Linked DNA regions of Mus musculus: region 2 is linked to region 1. The links are chromatin contacts, called in public Hi-C maps. All regions are on one chromosome and are shown on one strand. Each heading gives the region's core, a stretch centred on a gene start, on an enhancer-like site or on the middle of the called end of the contact. The rest is flanking DNA. Distances are from core to core; before and after follow the strand shown. Region 1 overlaps Slc28a1 (solute carrier family 28 (sodium-coupled nucleoside transporter), member 1). Region 2 overlaps Pde8a (phosphodiesterase 8A).

Region 1 (7,635 bases), core at 1,940-4,439:
TTGTCTCAGAAAAAAAAAAAAAAAAAAAAAAAAAAACCTCCTTGGTTTTGAAACCCTCTGTTGAAGCCCCTTTCCGTATAAGGTGGGGACATTCACTGATCATAGGGACATGCTAGTAATGACACCTGTTGATCCCAATGGTAGAGATGCCCAGAACCTCGTGGAAGCAGCCAGCGCTGGGGCTGCCATCTCAGTGAAGGTCGTTGCCAACATTGCTGCCAATCTGATCGCCTTCCTGGCTGTACTGGCCTTCATCAACGCTGCCCTCTCCTGGCTGGGGGACATGGTGGACATCCAGGGACTCAGCTTCCAGGTGTGGCTGTGGTGGAAGGGATGGTCTCAGGACATACCTGGAAGAGCCCTCCATCTCACCCAGTTCTCTTGCCTTTTTATCCTCAGCTCATCTGCTCCTACGTCCTGCGGCCTGTGGCCTTCTTGATGGGCGTGGCCTGGGAGGACTGTCCAGTAGTGGCTGAGCTGCTGGGCATCAAGCTGTTTCTCAATGAGTTTGTGGCCTATCAAGAGCTTTCCCAGTACAAGCAGCGACGCCTGGCAGGGGCTGAGGAGTGGCTTGGTGACAAGAAACAGTGGATCTCTGTGAGTGTCCTGATCCGCTTCTTGCCTCTATTTTGGAAAGCGGGTTATTAACATTTATCCTAAAAACACTGCCATGAACAAAATTATGTAAGCCATGCAATTATAAAATTAACCTTTCTGAAAGAATACAGAGTCATAACCTAATGTTAGGAATTTTTTTTTAAATGTCTATAATAATCTCGCTATCCTTAGACAACAGCGATTGCTTTTATCTGTTTTCTTCTTTTTCGTGTGTTGTTTTGGGGATATGGATTCATGTAGCCCAGGCTGGCCAAAGATATATAGAAGAATGGCCTTGAACTCCTTCTGCGTCTGCCTTCCAAGTGCTGGGATTACAGGAGTGAGCCTTCATGGCCAGCTGTTTGTTCTAAGACAGAATTTACACAGTTGCTTATCTATGTTACATTGTAGCCAGCTTTCCCCATCCTCATTAGGGTGTATCTATTGAGCTTTTTATTTTCAATGCTTAAGATTGTACTAGGCCCTCATGCACACCAAACACTGAGCTATACACCATTAGAAATTTACTTATCTTTTTGTTTGGTTATTTATTTTGATTTTGGTTTTTGTTTAAAGAGACAGGGTTTTTCTGGCCTGGAACTCCCTCTGTAGACTAGGCCAGCCTTTACCTCCTGAATGCTGGGCTTAAACGCATTTGCCACCATGCCTGGCTCCAAAATTCATGTTATCTTTAAAATATATAATAGTTATTTCAGTGTGTGGGTGTGTGTGTGTGAGAGAGAAAGAGAGTATTTGTGTGTATATGCCTGTGTTTCTCTGTGTGTATGTATGCCCCCTCTTCTCCCCACTCTTCCCTCCCCTCTCTCCCCTCCTCCCTCTTCTCTCTCTCTCTCTCTCTCTCTCTCTCTCTCTCTCTCTCTCTCTCTCTCTTCTCTCTCTCCCATATCACACGTATGGAAGCCAGAAGGTGATTTGTAGGAATTGACTGACCTTAGAATGTCATGCATAATGACAGCATTTCACCTGCTGAGCTATCTCACAGGCCCAAACTAGAGTGTCTACCATATTTTCCAGCATTGTGCTCTTGGATCATCAGCTGAACTCCTTGTCTGGCTATGTGTATGACGATGTTGAAGTGAATATCTCAGTGTAGAACTTTCCCTGCTTCCTGGGTCATTTCTTCAGGAGCTTCCTGAGGTGTGGTTAAGCACAACTCCATGCCAAGCCCTCCTGGAGCAACTTTCCTAACTGCTATAGTAGAGGCTAAGTGCCGCCTCAGTGTGCCTCACTACAGTTACCCCCAGAAATAAAGCTGCACTGGAAGTCTGTATTTGAAGGCATGTTGAGGGCTGAAGATGAAGCCCATTTGGCAGAATGTTTGAATGGCATGCACAGAGCTCTGGGTTTGATCCCCAGCACTGCACAAATTGTTAAGCCCAATCCTCAGTTAGCAGAGGCAGGAGGATCACAAATTCAGGACCATACTTGGCTACTTAGAGAGTACCAAGAGGGTTGGAAAGATGGCTCAGCAGTTTAAAGCACTAGTTGCTCTTCTAGAGAACCTAGGTTCAATTTCCAGCACCCACATGACAGCTCAGAACTCTATAACTCCAGTTCCGAGAGCTCTGATATCCTCATATGTATGCACATGCAGGCATAACATCAAAGCACATTTAAAGAAAATGTGTTTAAAGAAAAGAATTCCAGAAAAATTTTCTTACCTTTAGAATGTTTCCAGTTTTGCTTTGAGACAAAGTCTCATTAAGTTACCCAGGCAAGCCTTCAGTTCATAGTCCTCTAACCTCCATCTAACTAGGAGTTCAAGGCCAGGCCACCAGGCCTAGATTATTTCTGTTATGGCTTTCTGTAATTTCCCCCTATTATTCCCTCCTCTTAATTTTGTTTGAAAGAATTTAATTTTTTTAAACAATAATTTTTATACCAAACCTTTCTCTCTGAAAGATTTCCCTTTTCCATTCCCTTCTTTCTAATCTTATAAAGTGGTTGTGTAAGTATCAAATTCCAGAAACAAAAACAAACAAACAAAAATTCCAGAAACAACGAGATGAACTGGTAAGACCTTGAGCTGAGCTGGACAGGACTGGATGCCGCCACCTCTGGCACAGCTGCCTTGTCTATGTGAGCTTCTGCCACTGGACTTTGTGAGCCTTAGCGTATTTAGTCAACCCCCAAATGAGTAGGACACAACTACCTTGAAGCTATAGTCATTATCCTATGGTAGCCTATGGTTTTATGTTTAAAATACGTCTTTTCTTCAGTGGTCTAAAATTTACTTAATCTATGGTGTGAGGCATGAGTAGCAAGCAATTACTTCAAAGTGTTCCATTTTTGTTTGTTTGTTTTTGTTTTTCGAGACAGGGTTTCTCTGTATAGTCCTGGCTGTCCTAGAACTCACTTTGTAGACCAGGCTGGCTTCAAACTCAGAAATCCTCCTGTCTCTGCCTCCTGAGTGCTGGGATTAAAGGCTTGCGCCACTATGCCCCGGCTGTTTGTTTTGTTTTTAAGCTCCTAATAAGGAGAGGTTTGTATCTTTTTTGTTTAGACTTGTTTACTTTATGTATGAGGGCTCTATCTGCATGTACACCTACATTCCAGTAGAGGGCATCAGAGCCCATTATAGATGGCTGTGAGCCACCAGTGGTTGCTGAATTCAGGTTCTCTGGAAGAGCAGTCAGTGCTCTTAACCACTGAGCCTTCTCGCCAGCCCCTAAAGTACAGGTATTTGCAGAGACCAGAAAGAAGCAAGAGACTGCAGAGATGGGAGAAAAGGTGGCCTTTGGCACACTTGAACCAGCCTGAATCAGAACCCAAAAAGCTGGTAATTGGACAGGGGATGTAGCTTAGCTGGTAGAGTGGCCTAGCATACATGAAGCCCTGGGTTCGATTTCCAGCGCTGCACAAGTTGGGCACAGTGCTGTAGATTACTGTCTGTAACTTCAGAGGTGGAAGCAGGAAGGTCAGGAGTTCGAGATCATTCTTGATATAATGAGCTCGAGGACAGTCTAGGGCGACTTGAGGTTCTGTCTCAAAAACACAAAACAAAAGGTGTGTCTTAAGGACACAGGCTGAAGGACAGCTGAGAGAGAGGCTTGTGGGGGGTGGGGGGTAGCTGAGTACGAGCTGACTTAGAGTGGGAGCATGTGGCCAGCAGAGCTCTATCACAGGGGCTCCAAGACCAAGGCCATAAAGGAACTGAGTGAATGAAGGCCAGGGATGCTTCATGTCCTGGAGGGAGGCCTCCTTGTAATCTGCATTTTCAGGTCAGAGCAGAGATCCTGACGACGTATGCCCTCTGTGGATTCGCCAACTTCAGCTCCATTGGCATCATGCTGGGGGGTCTGAGTGAGTCCCGGGCTGGGCAGCTCCCAGGGGACAGGAGAACTCCAGGGGAGGGTGGGGAGGGTTGGTGGGACAATATGCAGAGTAAAGGGTGGAGGTCACAGGTAAATGGAGGACAGACACCCTCACCGCAGCCCCTTTCTGCTCCCTTCCCCGCTCCCTACATACACACACACACACACACACACACACACACTCAAAAAAAATGTGAGTTTTCTGGCTTACCTCTGCTTCTCACTATGCTCTCACAGCCGGCCAGGGAGAGGAAGGTCCCTCATGAACGTGGCTCTGCATGCATGGGCACAGCAGCCTTTCAGGGTAGAGAAAAATGAGGTGATGGCCAGGAAGGGTCTTGGCCTGGACCTAGTCCTTGATTTGCCACATTGGGGACTCATCTTCCTAGCTGGGCATAGTGACATACATCCACAACCCCTTCATCCAGAAGAATGAAATCAGAGAATCCTGACTCAAAGCCAAGGCTGGGCTGTATGAGACCTTGTCACAAACCAAACAATAGCACACACTCCAAGGGCTGGGGTGTAGCTCAGTTGCTAGAGCTTGCTCTACATGCTCAGGGTCCTGTGTTTTATCTCCAGTACCACGTAGACTGGGCACAGTGGCTCATGCCTGAAATCTCAACATTTGGAGCATCTGGGAGCAGCAGGAAGATCAGGAATTTAAAGTCATTCTTGACTACATGGGGGAAGTTCAAGGCCAGCTTGGGCTGTGTGAGACCCTGATGAGAGAGAGAGAGAGAGAGAACTTCTATCTTTCCTCCTGCTACAGTGGGTGATGGTGAAGAGGACATAATTGGATGCTGGGCCAGAGAGCAAAGCCAGGAGGGCAGTGCCAGGGCTTCAGGAAATGGGCAAAGGGGTGGGTGGCTTCCTTGGCCCTAAGCTCTCTTGCACCCCGGCAGCCTCCATGGTCCCCCAGCGGAGGAGTGACTTCTCCCAGATTGTGCTACGGGCACTGATCACAGGGGCCTTCGTGTCCCTGGTAAACGCCTGTGTGGCAGGTGAGTGCTGTGCAGCGGCCTCAGAATTCCGACCCCTTGCTTTCTACCCCCTCTCAGGCAGTGCTGGCTCCTGAGCCAACTCTCCAGGTTGTTTCCTTCCACAGGGATCCTCTATGTGCCCCGGGGGGTCGAGGTGGACTGCATGTCTCTTCTGAACCAAACTGTCAGCAGCAGCAGCTTTGAGGTTTACCTGTGCTGTCGCCAAGTCTTCCAAAAGTGAGTGCCTGCCTGGGCTGTATGTGAGAGTCATAGAGCAAAAAACCCAAGTACCCTCTTGCTTTTGGCACTAGGAGCCAGGGTACCTGGGTACGAATGTCATGGCTGCAGCAGCCTTGACCAAGAGAGGAAGAAATAAAGGCTTAAAGACAAAGGCTGGGGAGGAAAGGTAGACTAGAGATGTGGAGTGACTTTCCCAGGGCTGCACAGCCTATTAATTGCTATAGAAGCAGCCTGGATAGTGTACTGCTTTCTTTTCAGCACCAGCTTGGAGTTTGGCCAAGAGGCACTGCACAACTGCTGTCGATTTTACAATCACACAGTCTGCACGTAGCTGGGACCAAATATCTTCCTAACCTCAAGGCTCATCCATCCTGGATAAGGCCATGGGACTCACCACGACTTCCATCCCACAGCTGGGAAAAGGCGCTGCAGTGAATGACAGACGCCTCACACCCTGGTCCCGTTGCTGCTCCCCATGTCCTACCTCTCCAAGTGTGGGTTCCCAGTGTCTAGTCGGCCCCCTCGCCCTCTGAGAGCAGACATTCTGGTCCTCTCTATTCCTCTTTCTTTGGGACCCTCATGTGCACCTGCCCAAAGCCTCCTCCCTGCTCCCTTCCAAGCACCGGACTTGCTGGGTGCCCCCAGAAGCTGTCTCTAGAGACCTTCTTCCGCCCAGTCTCCAAGAGTGCTTTCCACCCCAGTGTCCTGTGGGGCACCATCTCATTAGGTGTGATGTCAGAGTGGCCCAGGCTCCACTCTGACTCGGTAAAGTTTGATGCGAGCTTGGTGGGTTTGTTGATGTTCTAGATGGGTCTCATGTAGCTCCTTCTAGCATTGACCTTACTCTGTAGCTGAGGTCACCCTATTCCTCTGTCCTCCCGCCGTCACCCCTGAGTGTCAGGAGTACAGGTGCGCACTATCACACTGCGGCCATAAGGACTTCTTGTTTGGGCTGTTGAGAGATCTCAGTGGGTAAAGGCATCTGCTGCTAACTTGATGAACTGACTCTGATGCCTGGACCCCCAAGGTGAAAGAGGGAAGCCATCTCTGCATGCTGTCCTCTGACCTCTACATATGTGCGTGGCACATGCTCTGCCCCTCCCAACTAAAAATAAAGTATAACTTAAAACCTTTACTATTTGTGTGTACAGTGTGTATGTGAGTGCCATCAGGGAGGTGTGGAGACCAGAGAACAACTTTCGAGAGTTGGTCCCCTTCTACTTTATGTGGGTTCTGGGGAAGCTCTTTACCCGCTGAGCCAACTGCCTGCCCAGGAGCTTTCTTTGTTGGTTTTTGCTGGTTGGTTTGTGACAAGGTCTTACTATGTAGCCCTGGCTGGAACTATGTAGACCAGACTGATCTGGACCTCACAAAGTTCCTCCTGTCTGTTTCCTGAGTGCACCATGGTAGTTTTTTTAAAAAAATGTTGCTTTTTGTTTGTAATTCTTTGTCTCTATAGTCTTATATCTACTTTGTTTGTGGGTCCTTCCTGGGTTGTTCTTTTATGTCTCCTAACAATATCTTCTCTGGCTCAGCTCAGCCTCTCCTGGCTCAACTGTCACCAGCTGTCTTTTCTTCATAGTCGGCTTTCATGTGTCTCTTATTTTCACTCTTCAGAATCTCTCCTCTTCCTCTCCTCTCCTCTCCTCTCCTCTCCTCTCCTCTCCTCTTCCTCTTCCTCTTCCTCTTCCTCTTCCTCTTCCTCCCCTCCCCTCCCCTCCCCTCCCCTCTTCTTCCCTCCCCTCTTCTCCCCCTCCCTTCCCCTCCTCTCCTTCTACTCTGACCCCACTCCTCTGTCCCTTATCCCCCACTTCTGCCTGCTCCCCAGTCCTACTACTCTTCTAAGCCTACTCCTAACTCAATCTCCTCTCAGCCTCTGATGGCTTTTATATCCTGTCCTATTCCCAGAAGTCCAAGAGCCAACTGTCACTGAAGAACATAGGATCATGTAAAGGGCCAGACACATAAACTATTTCATACGACATACCGTCTCCCAGTTCCAAGAACTTCTCTCTCTCTCTCTCTCTCTCTCTCTCTCCTTTTAAAGATTTATTTTACTTATGAGTACACTGTAGCTATCTTCAGACACACCAGAAGAGGGCATCAGATCCCATTACAGTTGGCTGTGAGCCACCATATGGTTGCTGGGAATTGAACTCAGGACCTCTGGAAGAGCAGTCAGTGCTCTTAGCCGCTGAGCCATCTTTTCGTGACCGAAGCATCTTTTTGAAGGCTTCCTGGAATACACGTGGGCAAATATCTGAGTCACACTGCTTTATTCCCTCAACTGCGATACAAGCAAATGTTCGCACACTCGGGGATCAGGCTTGACTGATTAATGGTTTTCATTCAGTCTCTACAATACTCCTGTGAGGTTGGCACTGTTGTTATCCATAGTTGAAAAATCAGAGGCCCAGAGAGGTTAAGTAACCTGCCCAAAGAAACAAAGCTAGAAAGAAAAGGCAGATTTAAGCCCAGGG
Region 2 (7,635 bases), core at 2,428-4,927, 110 kb after region 1:
AAACACAAATTAGGACACAACTCTTTATTGTTGTTAACAGTGGTTTCTAGAGACAAGGTTTCTCTGTGTAGCCCGGGCTGTCCTGGAACTGGCTCTATAGACCAGGCTACCCTTGAACTCAGAGATCTGCCTCCCTCTTCGTCTCTGCTACAGTGATTAAAGGCGTGCATCACCATGCCCATCAGGACACAACTCTTGAACATACTGTGGTTTCCTTATTATCTAAAACAATCTAAAAGTGTCAGCTACATTTGAAGCTGAAAGATAAAATAAAAGCTATGTTATTAAAATTGATTTGAAAAAATTATTATACACTATTATTAAAAATTATATAATATATAATATATATTATTAAAATTATATATTATATTATATATAATATATTATTAAAATTAATATACATTATTATTATAAATAGTAATGCAAAACCTAGATTAAAGTGGCTGTGACCTGAAGGTCAGTTGACTTTGATTTTGAGGCGTGAGAAAAGGATGGATGCAGGAAGTCCAGTGGCCCCTCCCTTTTCTGGAGCAGACAGGGAGGTGTTTACTCTGAGAACCTGTCACTTACATCTGCTCACTGAGTGATGTCATCAGATTTCCTGGAGGGGGTAATTTTTTTGCTAGGTGGTAATGGTAGGGAAGGAGGTGTGCGCAGGGGTCAGTAGCTGTCTGATTGTCTGGCTGGACTGATACTGTGCTCCACAGAGGTCCTAAGATCCGGATATTCCCTGTAGACAGGATGTAAGGCTAAATGCAGTCTAGTTATAAATAAATAAAATGTTCAGTGGAGATTTGCTGAAACATGGACCTTGTACAGTGATGCTCCTAAAACTCTACAGTGGCTGTAATTTGGTCTTAAATCTTGTTTGTTTGTTTGTTTGTTTGCTTGTTTTTCGAGACAGGGTTTCTCTGTATAGCCCTGCCTGTCCTGGAACTCACTTTGAAGACCAGGCTGGCCTCGAACTCAGAAATCCGCCTGCCTCTGCCTCTCAAGTGCTGGGATTAAAGGCGTGTGCCACCACCGCCTGGCTTTAAATCTTTTAAAGAATGAACATATTATTTTCTTTATTTTTCAAAGTTACTCCAGTAAATGGGTTAGGCTAGTTTTATAAGTTGAGACTATATAATTATGGCTTCTTTCCCAAAAGTTACCTCACCAACTTTTTCAAAGATTTTTTTTTTTTAATGTATGTGAGCTTGTGTGCTACATTTATGTAGGGGGCCTACAGAGGCACAGGAAGATGGTATCAGATTCTCTGAAATTGGAATTAAAGGCGGTTGTGAGCCACGATGTGCTAGGAACCAAATCTAAGTCTCCACATGAGCAGTGAGCACTGTAACCACCGAGCCGTCCTCTCCAGCCTGCTGTCTCAGGTTTCTCTGTGTAGCCCTGGTTTTCCTGACCTTGCTTTGTAGATCAATCGGGCCTGGAACTCAGGGACCTGTCTGTCTGCCTCCCACTGCTGCTCACCGATGTCTGGAGTAGGTCACGTGCTTGGTGTTATTTGCCTCTGTGCTTCTGTCCTGGCCCTCAGCTTGACTTAACAATGTAAGTTTATTTTATTTTGTGTATTTTTTTTTCCTGAGATAGGATCTCACGAAGAAAATACACAAAATAAAATGAACTAACCATCCGGTGGCTACTGTGAGTGCTTAGCTGAGAGTCACATGACTTGTCACCCAGCCTTAAAACATTTCTGCTTAGTGACAATGTTTCTACACTTAAGAAACACATGTCTTTCCTGCATAAGGGGTCTTGTAGTGCTTCCGACAAATTGTAACACTCCAATTTCCATAGCTTTTTATCTGCCTTAGAGTGCACAGTTTCCCATCATCATTTGTTGAAGACTGTCCTCTTCCCCGGTGAGTTGTCTTGGCATCTACAGATTATTTGAGGATATGTGCTAAATGTCTCTCTAGTCTCTCTGTTCGTTTCTTTGTCTATACCAGCACCATGTGACTTTGATTGCTGTAGTTTTGTATTAAGTTTTGAAATTAGGAAGTGTCTTGCAGGTCATTCATCCATTTGCAAGAGTGTTTTGGCTAGTAGGGATCCCCTGAGTTTCCATATGAGTTGTAGAATGCATGTTTCTCTTTCTGCCAAAAAGAAAAGAAAGGAAAATCACAGAGATCTTAATAAGGACCCTGATGACTGTATGGATTGCTTTAGGTAGCAGTGGCATCTTAGTGATGTTGTCTTTTAATCTATAAACATGTGCTTCCATTTAGTTAGTGAAAAGCTTTTGGTGTGTATGTGGCATGTGTGCATGGTGTGTGTGTGTGTATGTGTGTGTGTGTGTTAACTCAGGAGGTCTCAGTTGGTACTGCCTCTGTCACCTTCCTCCTCCTCTTCCTCTTCCTCCTCTTCTTCTTTCTACTTTTCCTCCTCATTATTGTGGTTTTTTTGAGACAGTCTCACTGTATAGCCCTGGCTGGCTTGGAACTCACTGTGTAGATCAGGTGGGCCTACACATAAAGATTCAAACTCCTAATGACTCAACTGCCCCTGGGATTGATTAAAGGTGTGTGCAGCTACACCCAGCCTTTCTCTCTCTCTCTCTTTTTAAGTACCAGAGACCTGGGAGGTGAGAGACTCTCAGGACTCAAAGGGAGGGGCCTTAGATGAAATGCCCAAAAGTGGGGAGAGGGAACTCGTAAAGTCCACCTCCAGTGGAAAGACGGGGCATCAAGTGGAGGGATGGGGTTGCCATCCCACTTGTTCCTGTCTAAAAGAACTGCAAGGACATAAAAGGAGAAGAGACTGAGGGAAAGGAGGTCCAGTGACCGACTCAATTTGGGATCCATCTCAAGGGGAGGCCCCAAGGCCTGACACTATTACTGATGCTACGGTGAGCTTACAGACAGGAGCCTCTCATGTCCTCTGAGAAGTCCAACAAGCAGCTGAAAATTCAGATGCAGATACTTAAACCCAACCACTGGACTGAAGTTGGGGACCCCTGTGGTTGAATTAGGGAAAAAGCTGGAAGAAGCTGAGGAGGAGGGTAACCCTATGGGAAGGCCAGCAATCTCAACCAACCCAGACCCCTGAGATCTCTCAAACACTGAACCACCAACCAGGCAGCATACACTAGCTGGTCCAAGGCCCGACACATATACAGCAGAGGACTGCCTGGTCTGGTCTCAGTGGGAGAAGATGCCCCTAACCCTAGAGAGACTTGAGGACTCAGGGAGTGGGAAGTCCTGGCTTGGGGGTGGAAATAAAAGTAATTAAAAAACAACAACAACAAAAGATGCTGTCTCCTTGAACCTGGAGCTTACTGTTTTACTTAAACTGGTTGGCAAGTGAGCCCCTGAGACCCGCTTGTCTCTGTCCCCACCCAGTACTCGGGTTATCAATGTACAACTCTTGCCTGACTGTGCCACAGATTCAAGCTGGCACAGAACACATTTGCCGACTGAGCCATCTCCCTAGCTGAATATTATTTTTTTCACTTCTCTATCAAGTGCATCCTTTCCACATTCCTTTCAGGTTACTAAGTCTGGTAATGTATCTGATGTTTATAACTTGTATGCTGCTGAATTCATTTACTAGTTCTAGCAACTTTCCTGTGGGATCCTCAGGTTTTCTTTATTTAAGGTTGCATCATCCATGAGTAAAGATAGCTTTCTCCTTTTCCATTTTAATGGCTCATTTGTCTTCCTTGCCTCATTGTTTTGTCTAGAGCTTCAGTGACTGTTGAACAAAAGTGGAGAAGCAGGCTTCTGTCCTCGTTCCTAACGTTAGAGGAACTGCTTCCTCTCTTTGCCTGCTGGGTGTGCTTGCTGAGGGCTTGTTATGGCTAGTAGTTCTCTTCTACTCCTAGATAACCACTGTTGTCAGGAAAAGATGTTTATTTAGAATCTTGTCAGATGCCTCTTCTGCATCAGCTGGGATTATCATATGGTATCCCCTCCACTCGGTTAGCGCACTGTATGTGCTGATTTTCATACATTAGATCATCCTGATATCCCAAGAATAACTCTCATCTGGTGAATGGTATATCATTATTGGTGTGTGTGTGTGTGTATGTGTGTGTGTGTGTGTGTGTGTGTGTGTGTGTTGTACACATGTATTTGTGTGAGTGTCCATGTGGAAGCCAGAGGTCAATCTCATTGTTTTTCTTCAGGAGCTGTTTAGCTTGGGGCTTTGTTTGTTTGTTTTGTTTTTTTGTTATGCTTTTTATTTGCTATTTGTGCATGGGCATGAGCACATGGGTGGAGGCAGGCATTTAGCTGTCTAAGAACTACTTCAGAGAGCAGTTCAGCAGACCTTACCTATCTCCTTCCACCTTTATGTGGGTTCTGAGGCTCAAACTCAGGTCACTGACTTGTGTGGTAACATCTCACCTTATGAGGTAGGATCTGCCGCTGGTCCAGAGCTCATCAGTTTGTCTAGACCAGTGAGTACCAGGGATTCACCTGTCTTTGCCTCTGCAGTGCTGGCTTTTTGTTTTTGTTTTTGTTTTTTAAGGAGGATGCTCGGTATCAAGCTCAGGTTCTCATGCCTGTGCGGCTACCACTTTACCCAGGTGTAACCATGGAACTGGACTTTGGGCTGCTTTGTGGGCTCCTTTTCTGCCACCTTTCTCCACCCCTATTCCACCTTTCCAACACCACAACACTAGGTAGGAGAGAATGAAGGCTAGCAGAGAAAGGGGGTGTCGATATCGTTAGACTACTTTTCTGATTAGGGGCATTTGAGTTCCTTGGGGCAAAGTTTAATCTTTGCTGTCAGGTTATCCAATTTCTTCTCATCTCTTTGCACATGACTATTGACAAACCACAACAACAGCAATCAGTAACAGCTGCTGCTGCCGCCGCCGCCGCCACTGCCACACCCCTCTCAGGGCTCTAGCATTTGTATGACCCTCCCAAGAGTCACCAGAATTTCAGATATCATACACTTGCAGAAACTGGCTGCAGCTGGTGAAATCACGCTCCTGCTAGAGCGTGCGGCAAATCATAGTCAGCTGCTGTGGACAATCTAAGGCAGCTCCGTATTCCACACCTGGGATGATACTCAAAACACATTGTTGTAACATGTCTGCTTTTAAAGAAACCAAAATTCTCACTACATAACCATTCTAATATGCTACTGGGTTGAGTTTGCTAGCGTTTGTTGAGGATTTTTATATCCAGTTCCTATGGAATATTGGTGTATAGCTTTCCCGTATCTCTGTCGAATTTGGGTGTCAGGGTAATACTACATTTATAGAATGACATGGGAAGTATTTCCATCTCTTCAGTTGTCTGGGAAACTTTGAAGAAGATTGATACTAATTCTTTAAATGGTAGAATTCATCAAAGAAGCCATCAATCCTAGGATTTTTGTCTATTCAGATTTTCTGTATTGGTGTGATTTAATCTCAGATTTTGTGTTTCTAAAAATTTGTCTGTTAGATCCAGGTTATCCATAATTAAATAAAGGTGCATAACTGTTCATTGTATTTCTACAATCTTTTTTATTGACAGATAATTTGAATATATCTGCTTTCATTTGTGATTTAGTGATTTGAGGCTTTTCTCTTTTCTCTTTGTCTAACTAAAGGTTCATCAACGTGTTTTTCCTAATAATCACATTTTGGTTTTATTGGTTTCTTCTATTGTCTATTCTTTATTTTACTTTAGCCCTACACTAATCTTTATTATTTCCTTTCTCCTGAAAGCTTTGGTAATGTTTTTTTTTTTTTTTTTTTTTTTTAGTTCCTTAAAATATAAAGTTAGGTTGACAGCTTGAGATCTACTGTGATATTTAATTTTTTTAATTAAGTATCACTTGTGGAGGTGCAGGTGCCCTTGGAGGCTGGGGCAGCAGATTCCCCTGGAGCTGGAGTCACAGGCTGTTGTGAGCTGCCTGATAATGGGGGCTGGGAACCAAACTCTAGTCCTGCAAGAACACTATGTGCTGTTTAGTGCTGAGCCACTTCTCTAGCCCCCTGTGACTCTTAATACAAATGTGTATAGATAAAAATTTGCCCATAACACCGTTTTTACTGCTACCTGGTTGGTCAGAAGTCAGTGATCATAAGCAACAGTTTTGATTGGAACACCAGTTTCTGAGATTTGGAGGGAAGAGGCCTATATATCCATGCTCTTTCCTGACATTTATATTCAGATCTGTCTGGAAATGTGTGCACACTGCCTGCCATGGAGCTAAGTCTGGCAGGCTGGCACTAAGAGTGAAATTGACTGAAACTGACTACACGGGATAACAAAGAGTTATTGTAGACACGGTTTGCCAGAGCAGCATTGCCTAGGTAGAAAGCTTCTGCTGTTTCTCACACTGCCATCTTCCCCTAGTCTGTCATTTGACTGTCCTGGACAGTCCTGCCTTCAGCATTCATTTGTGCCCATTGTCACTGTGGTATCCCATGGTGACACGTCCCAAGACGATAGATGGCTCCTCCTGCACCTGGGCTCCATACCTTTCACTTTTCCAGAAAGTTCCTCATTCCTCAGTCTTAGGTCTGTAACAGTGATCTTCATTTCTCTAATTCCTTTTGAGAAACAAAACAAGGCAAGTCAGGAACTTAATGGGTGGTTCATAATTAGTGAATATTGGTGTCCTAGTTAGTGTTTCTACCACTGTGATAAGCACCGTGACCAAAGGTAACTTGGGGGGGAGGAAAGGGTTTAGTTTACTTTACAGCTTACAAGCCTGTCATTCGGGGACGTCAGAGCAGGAACTGGTGCAGAAGACGTGAAAGAGCACTGCTTACTGGCTTGCTCACTCGTGGCTTGCTTAGCCTGCTTTCTTATAAGAAAGAACAACCAAGAACAACCAGAACACCAAGAACAACCAGGCCAGAGGTGGAACCACCTACAGTGGGCTGGGCCTTCTCACATCAATCACTAATGTAGACTTGCCGCCTAGAGGAGGCATTTTCTCAATTGAACGTTTCTTCCCAAATGACCTGACTTATTTAAAATGGACATACAACTAGTCAGGAAAATCAGCTTTTCATAGTTAAAATTATATGTGGGTTACTTAAGCATGTTTTGTTATATTTTCTTTGTACTTGGTTTATGGCTTGAGAAGAGTAGTTGACGGAGAATACTTTATAGGAAGTATCTAGTTCTTGGGTGGATGTTCTAAATATGGAATCACAGCATCACCCAGGGGCTTAGGGTAGGGATCTCTTCAGTACAGAGAACCTCAGATTAGATTCTAAATTCTATCACTTCCTCTATGCCACCAGGCTTTGTCTCTTTCTAGACAAAAATATTAGAATATGTGTGTGTGTATGTGTGTGTATTCTAGAAGATTAGTGCAGTATATATGTGTTTGTGTGTGTGTTTCAGCCCCAACTTCTCCCACTCTTAGATTTCTTTGTAAAAAGCATAGACTGCATAAACCTTCCAGTGGCTCTGAATTTGCATCTAGGGGTCTGGAGCTAAACTGAGAATGGAAAATGGCAAGCATGCCACATCCTAGCCTTGTGGCCATAATAAAGGACTTAGTACCTGTTTCCTGCTGTGTGCATAATGAGTAATATCCCCCCACCCCTCACTGGCTTTTGGGTTTTGAGACAAGGTTTCTCTGTGTAGCTCTGGCTGTCCTGGAACTCACCCTGTAGACCAGGCTGGCCTAAGTTGGAACTAAGACCAGTTGGAACTAAGAGATCTGCCTGCC

Evidence for each region. Hi-C and Micro-C count contacts between places; a contact is called where the count stands out from the background.
Region 2: a contact with region 1 is called in a Hi-C map of bone marrow-derived macrophages, with 42 read pairs. The contact joins two enhancer-like sites. A contact is called at or near these places in 2 of 15 datasets of contacts at CTCF or cohesin (the NIH/3T3 cell line and large pre-B cells), 3 of 484 Hi-C or Micro-C datasets (bone marrow-derived macrophages, nephron progenitors and rod photoreceptor), 6 of 115 datasets of contacts at active chromatin or transcription factors (the 230-238 cell line, CD8 T cells, embryonic fibroblasts and 2 more) and 1 of 9 other capture datasets (embryonic stem cells).

What each region holds. Positions count from the first base shown.
Region 1 is chr7:81,164,127-81,171,761 of GRCm38.p6, forward strand. It overlaps Slc28a1 (solute carrier family 28 (sodium-coupled nucleoside transporter), member 1), which reads left to right. Exons shown (of 18, transcript NM_001004184.3): 13 at 145-313; 14 at 400-597; 15 at 3,840-3,921; 16 at 4,838-4,936; 17 at 5,041-5,152; 18 at 5,414-6,290. The coding sequence ends at 5,486. Among named protein-coding and RNA genes, the nearest start is that of Gm44968, 38 kb to the right of the region's middle. Within about 2 kb of position 3,190, at least 10 of the 459 cell types and tissues checked have an H3K27ac peak or open chromatin away from gene starts, as enhancers often do. A contact at or near this core is called in bone marrow-derived macrophages, where this site is marked.
Region 2 is chr7:81,272,489-81,280,123 of GRCm38.p6, forward strand. All of the region lies in intron 1 of Pde8a (phosphodiesterase 8A), which reads left to right. Among named protein-coding and RNA genes, the nearest start is that of Pde8a, 63 kb to the left of the region's middle. Within about 2 kb of position 3,678, at least 11 of the 459 cell types and tissues checked have an H3K27ac peak or open chromatin away from gene starts, as enhancers often do. A contact at or near this core is called in bone marrow-derived macrophages, where this site is marked.